Linked DNA regions of Mus musculus: region 1 is linked to region 2. A link is a contact called in public HiChIP or PLAC-seq data. All regions are on one chromosome and are shown on one strand. The core of a region is the stretch at or near the end of the contact, and the rest is flanking DNA. Distances in the headings are between cores, read along the strand shown. Region 1 overlaps Dpys (dihydropyrimidinase). Region 2 overlaps Rims2 (regulating synaptic membrane exocytosis 2).

Region 1 (5,356 bases), core at 955-3,454, 160 kb after region 2:
AAGGCCTAATAGGGGTTTACCATTTAGGAACTATTGAGCACATTTAAGGTTTCATTAGAGGAAAACCCAGAGGTCCTGTGTTCTTCTGGAGACTACATTCTGTTATAAGGCCAAAATAACAAAACAAACAAATAAAAACACACTTTGAAAACACCGAGCTAATATGCTCTGCCCCTCTAGCTTTTATACAAACACCCTTGTCTCAAGAGTCCTAAGGGCCTGGCCGCATGCACTTTGTAGGTTTACAGGCCCCACTGATTCACCACAGATGACTCTTACAACAGACGCAGCCCCGACCATGAACACAGTGGTTGCGTTTACTTTCATTACGCAGCACAGCCCTCTTCTCCTTGTTCACTAAATTGTTTGCCCAAGACATCCAATGCAGAGTTCCCAAGCTGCTTCCTGAACTGCTCTGTGCAGCTGTTCAGGGCCAAAGGGTCTGGTTCCATGCCCTGCAAACAGCAGGTGCTCAATAAATGATGGCAGGGTCTCTCTGTTTATAAGACTTGTCCACAGAAAGAAGTAAAAGGAGAGAATTGGTTTGACAAAAAGAAATCTAATTATTATATTGTGTGGCTTCTGGTTCCAACCCAGCGTGAGGAAGTTGGAAAGGAAGAGGGAGAAAGCCCGGTGAGGAAGAACAGGAGGGGATGCCTCTGGACTAACACAGAGAGCCAGGGCATTATACATAGTGCCTGAGTTGTATCAACTTGACAGATGGGCATTAGAGTCATCAGAGAGGAAGGAGCCTCAGGTGAGAAAATGCCTCCATGAGATCCAGCTGTAAGGCATTTTCTGAATTAGAGACCAAGGTGGGGAGGGCCCTCCATTGTGGGTAGTGCCATCCCTGGGCTGGTGGGCCTGGATTCTATAAGAGAGCAGTCTGAGCAGGCCACGTGAAGCAAGTCAGTAAGCAGCACCCTTCCATGGCCTCTGCACCAACTGCAAGTAGGAAGCCTAACAAAGACATTAGTTTTTAACTCTTCTTGCATAGAAAATAATCTTAGCTACTGCATTTTATCAGTAGAAGAACTGAAACTGAGAACGTTTCTATGTCTTGCTCAGCTGGTTCAAATGCAGCTTTTGTAGCCTCCCAGCTTTTGACAAAGCCCCCAGTTCTCCCTCTTCCTACAGAGGGAGAAGAGTTCCTGCTGAGATGTAGCTGTCACTCTGCTTCCATCTCCCATGCTCCAAATGTATCCCTGCTCATTTCACTCGTGGTGCCCACATCCTGGCCTTCATCCACTGACGTCTCCAAGATGGCTGAATGCTCTCATCTGTGCCTGGGTTTGAACCACCTCCCTTTTCATAGCTTCCATTCTGCCACCACTAAGGGCTTGGTTCTCTCAGATGTCGTGAACTTCAAGGAAAGAACAAAACGGCCTAGGCTTTCTGGGCAGCCATTTTTATTGACTCATCACCTTGCCAGCAATGGGCACTGGCATTTGCAGACTGTGTAGGGCTTGGGTAATGTAAGACCCAAAGAGCCTTACATCCAGGATGTCCAACTCACAGAAACTAGGAGACTGAGATTGCTGCAACAAGCAAGAGGCTTATTGATCCAGAACACTGGGGCTGTCCTGCAATCAGGGCAGAGGCAAGTCCAAGTCTCCTAAGCACACACTTTTTATACAGTTTAAGGGTAGGCCTTGATTACAACAAGAGTGTTTAAGCCCACTGTTTGCTGGATCTGACCTTTTCATTCCCCCTTTAGAAATGGTAATTAGCCTCTCCCTTCCAGGGAGGCAAGTGTTTCTGAGACCTTCCCTAAGCAGCATTGATGGCCTTGGGGGAGGTGAGGTCTTAGTCACCAGAAGAGGGGACTGAAACTTTCTTGGTCATTATTTGCACCTGCCTTACCTTCAGAGCTTCCATGTAAAGCTTGTTTTGCTGGGTCATTCCGGGAAGGGAGCTTTCTATCGGAAGATCACCAGGAAGGTCTTTCAGCAGACATCTTATTAAGGTCACACATTCCCACAGTATCATGGGCCTCAGGGTACTCCCAGGGAGACTCTTGGTTTTTGTTTGTTTGTTTGTTTGTTTGTTTTTGTCACGTGAATGAAGAAACTGAGGTTTAGGAAGATCAATCAAACTTCATAAGGAAAAAGAGCTTGGTCTCCCAGGCCATCTGGAATATACAAAGGGAGTCTCATGTGCATTTCCAAGGACTTAGCTGGAGCCCACGTGACTTTCCTCTCTCTTAGAGAGCTGTGTAGCTCCAGGATTGGTGTCTGCTTCACAGAAGACTCTCTCACTTCATTTGTATCCACTGAAGAACTGGGCAGGAATTCCTTTATTTCCTCTCTTATTTAAAAACTGTGAAGTATCCACGGAGTGCCCATAACTGACCACACACTGTGCTGGGTGTGAGGGAGAGCCAGTGAGCTAGACAAGCCCCTCCTGAATGACCTTTCAGCTTCTGGAGGGAGGAGGGAGGAGGGATGAGGGAGGAGACAGAGAAGTGAAGCTATCATCTATCTCAGTCCCTCAGTGAGTGTGCTTGGGGGAATTGGCTTCAGCAGTGTGATTCTGAAGTCTGGGGATGTTGACCCCACTGACCTAGGATGACATCATGTTAACTACCCATGCTCACCCTCCCTTACACTATTACACTTGAACCCAACTCCTGATCACTTTTATCTCCTAATGAGAAGTAAATGCTGTGTAGCATCCACAGATACGAAGGATAACGGTACGCTGCAGGAGTTAAGGCATCCTGTGGACTGGATGCTGGGCCCTTCCATGGAGCTGCATAAAAGAAGGACCATCCTACCTAGGAAAGCATCCAGGAGACAGTGACATTTCCAGTGAACAGTAAATGCTGTGTGAGGATTGACTTCTGGGTAAGAAAGCAGCTTACTTACTCACTGGTAAAGGAGTCTGTGTTCTAATGTAGAGCTGCCTTTGTCAAACAAAGTGTATGGATAAGGGGCTGGAGAGATGGCTCAGCAGTTAAGAGCACTGACTGCTCTTCCAGAGGACCTGAGTTCAATTCCCAGCAACCATGTGGTGGCTCACAACCATCGGTAAATGGGACCTGATGCCCTCTTCTGGTGTGTCTGAAGAGAGTGATGGTGTACTCATATACATAAAATAAATAAATAGATAAATAAGTCTTTTTAAAAAGTGTAGGGATAAAAAAATAATAAAACGTTTTGCAGTATCTTTTAACCTGAGGGAAAAAAGAATTGGAGTTTAATTGAGCTGAAGATTTCTCTTCAGGTGCAGCTTACCATCCTTTCTTCTGGGCGCTGAGATCAAATGACGCTGAGCTCCGCCCATCCTTCCTTAAAGGAACCACACATCCTCTCCTGGGCTCTTACTCCAGAGTGTGGGTACATCCAAAGAGAAGCCCAGCTTTGCCGCACAGAGGGACCAAGGCACAAGAAAGGACTTGGGAGGAACAGATCAACATGATATCCTCATGCGATGCCAGTTCCATCGAATCCCCTCAAATCCTGAATCTATCCATATGATTGGATATTTTGCTTCGGACTCATTTAATGGTGGAGTACTGGATCTGGTTTCTTTAGACCCATCATGGGACTTGACTTACAGGTGACACTGATACACAAGAAATCACGTTCTCTCGTCATGACCAATCCAGGGTCCTAGTCCCACCTACTAGGTAGAGGGACACACATGGAACTCAGACACTAGAATACAGAATGAAGCTCCCAATGTTTATTAATTGTGGTGAAATGTAAAATCACAGTGATTTTTTTCAAACAAATATAGACATTAAAACAAAACAAATAAAACCTTTACACTGGAAAGAAATCTTTAAGGATCCAAAGAAAGAAATCTAGTGTACAGAAAGATGGCATTTGAAAGGAATCTCCAGTGAGTCTTCACGCAGACGTCCCGTCCCAGTAATGCTCATTTATATCTTCAGTCTTCCACAGCAACAAAGGCACAGTGAGGCAGACAGCTATTGCTTTTGAGAGAAAAATCAAAGAGGCCTAGAGCAATGATTTTTCCTAAAGGATCTTGGGGAGTTGAAATAGCAGGTGTTTCTCCAGGGGTTGGCGGCATGGCGGGAAGAGGCGCCTCAGAGCCTTTGCTCTGCCTTTGCCTTTGAAGAGAATAAAAGGCACTCAGTGTAACATTCTCTCTCACAAAGAGACACTGGATTCAAGCTAGTGCCAAGAAACGTTCTAATCAAAGTAAACACTAAGCCGGCTCCTACAAAAGCTCGGATAGCACGTGATCACATCCAACCCCAATGCCTTTCTCTTGCTAATCTCCTGAATTTTAAATATGATCTTTCTGAACCACACAAATAATTCCTGAAATGTGGAAATGACAGAAAATCTGAAGCTTGAGGCTGGTGGTAGGAAAAAAAAAAGACAATATTCAACAATGAGAGAGCACTCTGCAGGTGGGAGCCAGGTCTGTAATGTCTCGGTGCTCGTTATCCAAATCTCCATGGTCACAAGGCTCAAGCAGGGATGCACAGGTCGTCAAATGGGAATGTGTGCAGTGGCAGGGTATGTAGAAAACCAGACCTGTGTCCAGCAGTGCTCCAACTGACACACACTATACCCCCCATCCACCCGGTCAACTTCTAACAGCAACATCTGACCCTTTGACATCGCCCTATGACATTTGTCCTCTCTAAAGTTTACACTTGAGAAATGTACAATCAAGTTCCCAAGGAAGCAACTGATTTTGGGTTAGGCTGTACTACCAACCTGTGACCCACAGGTTGTAAACCGGACATGCATGCTGGCCTAAGTCTCCCCCAGATTGCTACATGTTGACGCATATAAATATACATCACAAGTATGTAATTTTCACCATCAAATGGTGAAAATGTGCATTTTACTGAGTCAATAGAAGTGACCTCATAGAGACACTAAAACTGTAGCACTGTCCTTTAATACTGATTCGGCAGAGGAGGAACAGAAAGCAATGGAGGGAAAGAAACAGAAAAATAGACGGAAATAGTGGGAGTTTCAAAACAGAAAGCTCTGCACGCCCAATGGCATCATGAGACTGGACAGTGTTTCTAAGTCTTCCCACACTGAGATCTACACTCCTCTAGAAACTACGTGTCAACACTGCCAAATACTTCTAGAAAAACTTTCCCAAAGTTGTGTAACTTCCCTTTATTTCCTCATTTGTATTCATTTGTCCATGCATTCTAAGTCATAGAACACAGCTGCATGTACAATACAAAGATTCGTCTTTTTTTTTTTTCATAAAGTTTTAGTTGGTTTTCAAATATTGACCGTGGGACATGCTTTTAGTACTGCAGGCAGGGTTCTCTGCCTGGACTAGCCTACTGCTTTGCACTCATAGAAGACTCTCTTGGGCTCTTTTGAATATTCTTGAACATTGTACAGAATGA
Region 2 (5,756 bases), core at 2,334-4,833:
TCAGAAGAAAAGCAGAATGTCCATAGTTCTTGCTCTAAACCAGACATTGGCCTGGAGCCTTCTTGTGTTTTCTCACTCTTTAAATAAGGGAACTTAAGTTACAGAAAATCAAAACGGTTCTGCCAAGGTTACATGGTTAGGCAGGAAAGGCAAAGATCAAACTCATGGTGTCCTGAATCAGTGCTATGTACTTTTCCAGCACTGTGAACGGTCTGTAATAAAACCATTTAGACATTTTAATTCTTCTATATTTTTCATTCACAAATATAAATTTCATTACTACTGTTGGTAATACATTTTGGAGGGCTTTACCCTCTCCATATTCCCAAATATTATAATTTTCCTTTATCAGCTTTTTCTTACAAACTATGTAAAATAAATATTGTTTTGTAAATGATAAACCTAAAGCTCAGAGTAGAAAGAATCCTTCTTTATAATGTGTCCCAGAGGTCGCAGCACAGCTGGGATTCAACTGTGTAACAGCCTCCCACAGAACTTCACTCTATTTTCTCTTATTTATTAAGAGAACAAATTTAAAATTGTTAGTGTGAGGCACTGTAAAAATAGAAACACCGATTTTTCTCCCTGCCTCCTTTCTCATTGGAATTAATATGAGGGATTAAGTAGTTCAATGTAGTTTTAAATTTTCACGCTGGCCTTTATCCTTTTAAATACTTAGAGATATTTTTGTCTATTAGGTTTTTCTTTCTTTCTTCTGTTATTCATGTGCTGAACAGTCCCATCCACTCCTTATCAGGGCCAAAGTAAAGCACAAATGATGACTCCAATGCCAAACCAAAATGATAACACACACCCAAGTTTCCCAATTGAGTTCTTCACACAGCCCCAGGTTTACAAAGAGCAGCTGGGGAGCATGCGCAGAAGTTTCAGCCCCACTCTGCCGCCTACCACTGCCCAGGAGCTGGGAAGCTCCAGTGGCCCGTCGTCTTCAGTTTATTCCCTCTGCGGTATTAGCCTTGCAGAGAGTCTAGTCCACTCCCATGTTTCAGTGGTTCGTTATTTGCTTTCTGACTCTATCTAAACATATGTGGGAAGTCTTTATTTTTGAAAACTTGAACTAAGACAGTAATTCCAAAATTAAGTAAAGAGAAACATTTTTTTAATGCTTAAAACTAATAAAAATAGCCCTCTTAGAAAATTAACCGTTATTAAATACCTTAAAGCATCCCACCTCCAGGGTGCTAGGACTAAAAGTGGGCGCCACAATGCCTGACAAGTCTGCTTTTTGGATAGCTGCCTTATGTATTATAGTTGTTTGGATAGTGAATAAAACATATTTGAGATTATACTACTTGAAAAACTTTAAATCCTAAAAATGCATTCCAAAAAATGATAAAATTTGATTGTTGTATTCCTGATGCTTCATCTAAAATACCTCTTCTGTCTTTTCCCTTGCCACTCTCATCTTCATTTATAATGATCCACCGGCTGACAGTGTCTTTACATCCAAAATGCAAAACAGACAGATGGGCGTGTCGGGGAAGAACTTGACCAAAAGCACCAGCATCAGTGGAGACATGTGCTCACTGGAGAAGAATGACGGCAGCCAGTCCGACACTGCAGTGGGCGCCCTGGGTACCAGTGGCAAGAAGCGGCGATCTAGCATTGGGGCCAAAATGGTAGCTATTGTTGGTCTCTCACGGAAAAGTCGCAGTGCCTCTCAACTCAGCCAAACCGGTAGGAATTTTTATGTTACTCTTGACTTCTTATTTGAGTTGTTGTTACAATACGCATTTTTTTTTCATGTCATTTTATCACAGTAGTGTGTGGATGCTGACATCGTCAAGAGGAAAGGAACAGTTTTAGACTAGTTCATCCCTTTGAAATGAAACAGTGATTTTTTTTTTTCCAGCGATCAAATGAAATGAAACAGTGATTTTTCTTTTTCCAGTGATCAAACAGCCTGCTTCAAAGTGAACTTTGGCCACTGTAGGAAATGTGTCTTTGCTCCCCAGGGGAGAAGCCCTGTCATTAATGGCTGCCTCTGATGCCTGGGAGGCACCTTTGATCTGTGGGCTTTCGCTTTCTCCTAGGCTCCTCACTGTGAAGCTTACCACATTAATTTTCATCCCCAGCAATTTGCAATGGAGATGACACCTCATATTTTGTTTATTGCTGACGACCTAACTTTCTTTTCAGCTTGTAAGCACCATTCACCAGTACTATCAATTTCCTCACTAAGTCTTCATTTCCTCCAGAAATCTTCAAACACCAGTGTTCTTCAGCTGCTGGGACCTAAAGGGTTTTTTTCTGCTGACAGTGAAGATATCTGAGGCTTTGCTACTTTAAAATTTGGTTTCTAATTACATCGGCAAAAATAAATTATATACAAAACTCCTACTCAGGAAAGCCACTGTTAGCAATTAAGAAATTTGTGAGTCAAAGCAGTGTCTTTTTTTCAAATAGATGTTGCTAATTAAACATTAAAACCCTGGTATCTTGAAAATAATAGCATATCTTCTACAAACAAAGGCATGTAATATGGTGTTCTTTTATAGCAAAATAAATTATAGGCAACTGGATTAAATCTAATTTCTGTTTGAATACTAGGGGCTTTTATTGGAAGTCAGAGTATATATCTACAACACAAAATAATTTAAGTTTGTATTACTCAAGGACCCGGCTCATCTTGGTTTTGCAAATCATACTTTCAAACCATATTGAAATAGTTATTTGATAATATTTGTTAAATTCTGGTTTCAACACTCTGTATTGATGTAGATTTTGTTATTGAAATTTTTCCTTGGTGTTTTAAAATGCTATTTCTAATGTTTATATTTTAGTTCACAGATGCACATATTACCATTAAATTATTTCAAAATTACCTAATATTTACACATAATTAAATGTTGTCTTGGCATAACTGATGGTGGGATTTTGATTGACAGATGTCTGTGTACTTCCTAGCAATTAAAACTGTATTGCAGTTCCTTATTGAAAATGTGCAAACATTTGTAAATCTGAAATTGATCTAAAATAGTCTATATTTTTAAAAAGAATTAGAAATGAACAAAAAAATGGTGAAGAAAAGCAGGTCTCTGGCTATTGAGATGCATTAGGACAGAAGCAAAGCAGTCCTTATACTGCAGAAAACCAGGGCACAGTGTGCTGGGCACTCCACCCAGGCTTGAGAAAGACATTACAGGATGAAGATGCCATGGTGTTTAACTCCGTGGAAACAGTAAGCAATGCCGACACTATGAAATATCACATTCAATTAACATGAAATTTTGTGTCAGTAAAAAAACAAAACAAAACACTTTTTTTATTAAAGTGAAAAATAAGACTAAAACTTAGATAATATCTCATATTAACCTATATAATAAATTTCACTTAATGAAAATTTTGGCAAATATTGAGCACTTACATATCAGATACATCAAGCACAAAGACAAGCAAAAGTCATTTGTTCATATGTTGCTCCCAGAGTCTATGTCGGTGGCAGAACATTCACGCACTGACCACTGTAGAAGTGAGGAAATAAAGGGGTGGCTCAAAGCTTCCCCCAGATATGCATCCGTGGTAGATCACCATGCTCTTGACACCTATTGTAGGCAGGAGAGAAGTGTGTGGGGAGGTGTGAACCTGATTCAGAACCTTGATCTGATATCTGTGGGAATCCCCAGGACAGATATCCCAAACATGCCAACTAAACCCGTCTACTTCCTGACAGAAATATGAGGGTTACAAAGCTCAGTTACAAAGTTAACAACTGAAATCATGTAAGAAGAGCACTATAGATAAGAGCAGTAAACTGAGACAATACACTTTAGAGGACTGAGTTTTAAGGTGGGTTCAGGGAGGAGGTTGCAGAGAGGAGACATGCTTTCTATGTATAGTCATAGAGTTTTATCTTTACAAATACTGTGATGTTGGGGAACCCAAATTTTTTAAATGTTTACTGTTATGTAGACTTTTTCTATGTATTAGAGCTTAGAACATAAGGCCTCTTTGTCATTGTTTCCATTAATTATTCAGAAGTACTATATTGTAAAATTCTTAATCATGTTTAAAATTGGCAATTATTCCTAAGCACGAACTTAGTAGTTTTGACCTAGTAACAGCAGAATTTAGATCATCTATGTTCAACTACAGAAACACTAAGAAACTCTGTAATATACATAGCTACTGCACACATAATCGTGTGTGTGTGTGTGTGTGTGTGTGTGTGTAAACAGGCCCTCCTTTAACTCATCATCTTTCCTAATAAACAATTGAGTCCATGTATTCATGGGTGCCCGGCTCTCCACTGGATTACCTAGTAGTGGCCATACTCTCCAAAGAAAGTCCCTCTTTCTTCTAAGGTAGGAGTGGGTTAATGTACATCAGATGTTTCCACATCACCGTCTCATTTAGTAGTGTCTTACTGTTATTGCATATGCAGAGAATAAAACTCTTTAAAGGTGGCTGATTGGTGGTGGCTCACCCCTACACTCAGGAGGCCAGCCTGATCTACAAAGCGAGTTCCAGGACAGCCAGAGCTACACAGAGAAACCCAGTATTGAAAAAATAAAAACAAACAAAAGTCTTAAAAGTTATTTTTAAGGAAATGTCCTTTACATCTGCAAATGCAAATTGTCATATCTTCTCCCTTTCTATACATGCAGGTTTTAAGTTATTCATTTGCTAGAGAATTTGGGTGTTGTTTTATTTGCTTTCCTGTCACAAATTGAATCACTTGGGTTCTAATTCTAATTTAATCACTTGGGTACTAAGATTATTATCTGTATTTTACAAAAATACTTTATAGCATCTGAAAAAGACTTTTTGCAACTAATGTAGCATATTTCAGACTCCATGAGGTAGAACATAGGTACCAACATATGTACAACACGAGGGCGGGGGGGGGGGGCTCATTTGGACTACTACTTAATGTTAATAGTAAAGGGGGATAGAAAAGATGAGATATCAAAATACTATAATGCAGTTTTAAAGTCACTATATCTACATACTTCCTTTTTTATTTTTATTTTTATTGGATATTTTCTTTATTTATATTTCAAATGTTATCCCCTTTCCCGGTTTCTCTCCCTCCTGGACACCCTATCCCATCCTCTCTCCCACTGCTTCTATGAGGGCATACCTCCACCTACCCACCCACTCCCACCTTCCCACCCTCAGTTCCCCTACCCTGGGGCATCTGTTGAGCCTTCATAGGACCAAGGACCTCTGCAACATATGCAGCTGGAGTCATGTGTACTCCTTTGTTGATGGCTTAGTCCCTGGGAGCTCTTGGGGGACTGGTTGGTTGATATTGCTGTTCTTCCTGTGGGGTTGCAATCCCCTTCCATTCCTTCAGTCCTTTCTCTAATTCCTCTACTGGGGATTCGGCACTCAGTTCAATGGTTGGCTGTGAGCATCCATCTCTGCATCTGGCCCTGGCAGGGCCTCTCAGAAGACAGCCATATCAGGCTCATCCAGCATGCACTTCTTGGCATCCACAATAGTGTCTGGGTTTGATACCTATATATGGGATGAATCTCCAGGTGGGACAGTCTCTGGGTGGCCTTTCCTTTAGTCTCTGCTCTACCCTTTGTCTCCATATTTGCTCCTGTGAGTATTTTATTCTCCTTCTAAGAAGGACTGAAGTATCCACACTTTGGTCTTCATTCTTCTTGAGCTTCAAGTGGTCTGTGAATTGTATCCTGGTTATTTGGAGCTTTTGGGCTAATATCCATTTATCAGGGAATGCATACTATGTGTTTTCTTTTGTGATTGGGTTACCTCACTCAGGA

Evidence for each region. HiChIP or PLAC-seq counts read pairs in DNA pulled down with a chosen protein or histone mark.
Region 1: an H3K27ac HiChIP or PLAC-seq map of embryonic stem cells shows a contact between it and region 2, with 16 times the contacts expected there. The contact joins two enhancer-like sites. A contact is called at or near these places in 3 of 484 Hi-C or Micro-C datasets (bone marrow-derived macrophages and embryonic stem cells), 6 of 115 datasets of contacts at active chromatin or transcription factors (all in embryonic stem cells) and 1 of 9 other capture datasets (pancreatic islet).

Annotation. Positions count from the first base shown.
Region 1 is chr15:39,779,032-39,784,387 of GRCm38.p6, forward strand. Dpys (dihydropyrimidinase) reads right to left here. Exons shown (of 10, transcript NM_001164466.1): 10 at 3,666-4,078. Among named protein-coding and RNA genes, the nearest start is that of Gm16291, 15 kb to the right of the region's middle. Within about 2 kb of position 2,205, at least 16 of the 459 cell types and tissues checked have an H3K27ac peak or open chromatin away from gene starts, as enhancers often do. A contact at or near this core is called in embryonic stem cells, where this site is marked.
Region 2 is chr15:39,614,813-39,620,568 of GRCm38.p6, forward strand. Rims2 (regulating synaptic membrane exocytosis 2) reads left to right here. Exons shown (of 27, transcript NM_053271.2): 22 at 1,457-1,698. Among named protein-coding and RNA genes, the nearest start is that of Dcstamp, 130 kb to the right of the region's middle. Within about 2 kb of position 3,584, at least 7 of the 459 cell types and tissues checked have an H3K27ac peak or open chromatin away from gene starts, as enhancers often do. A contact at or near this core is called in embryonic stem cells, where this site is marked.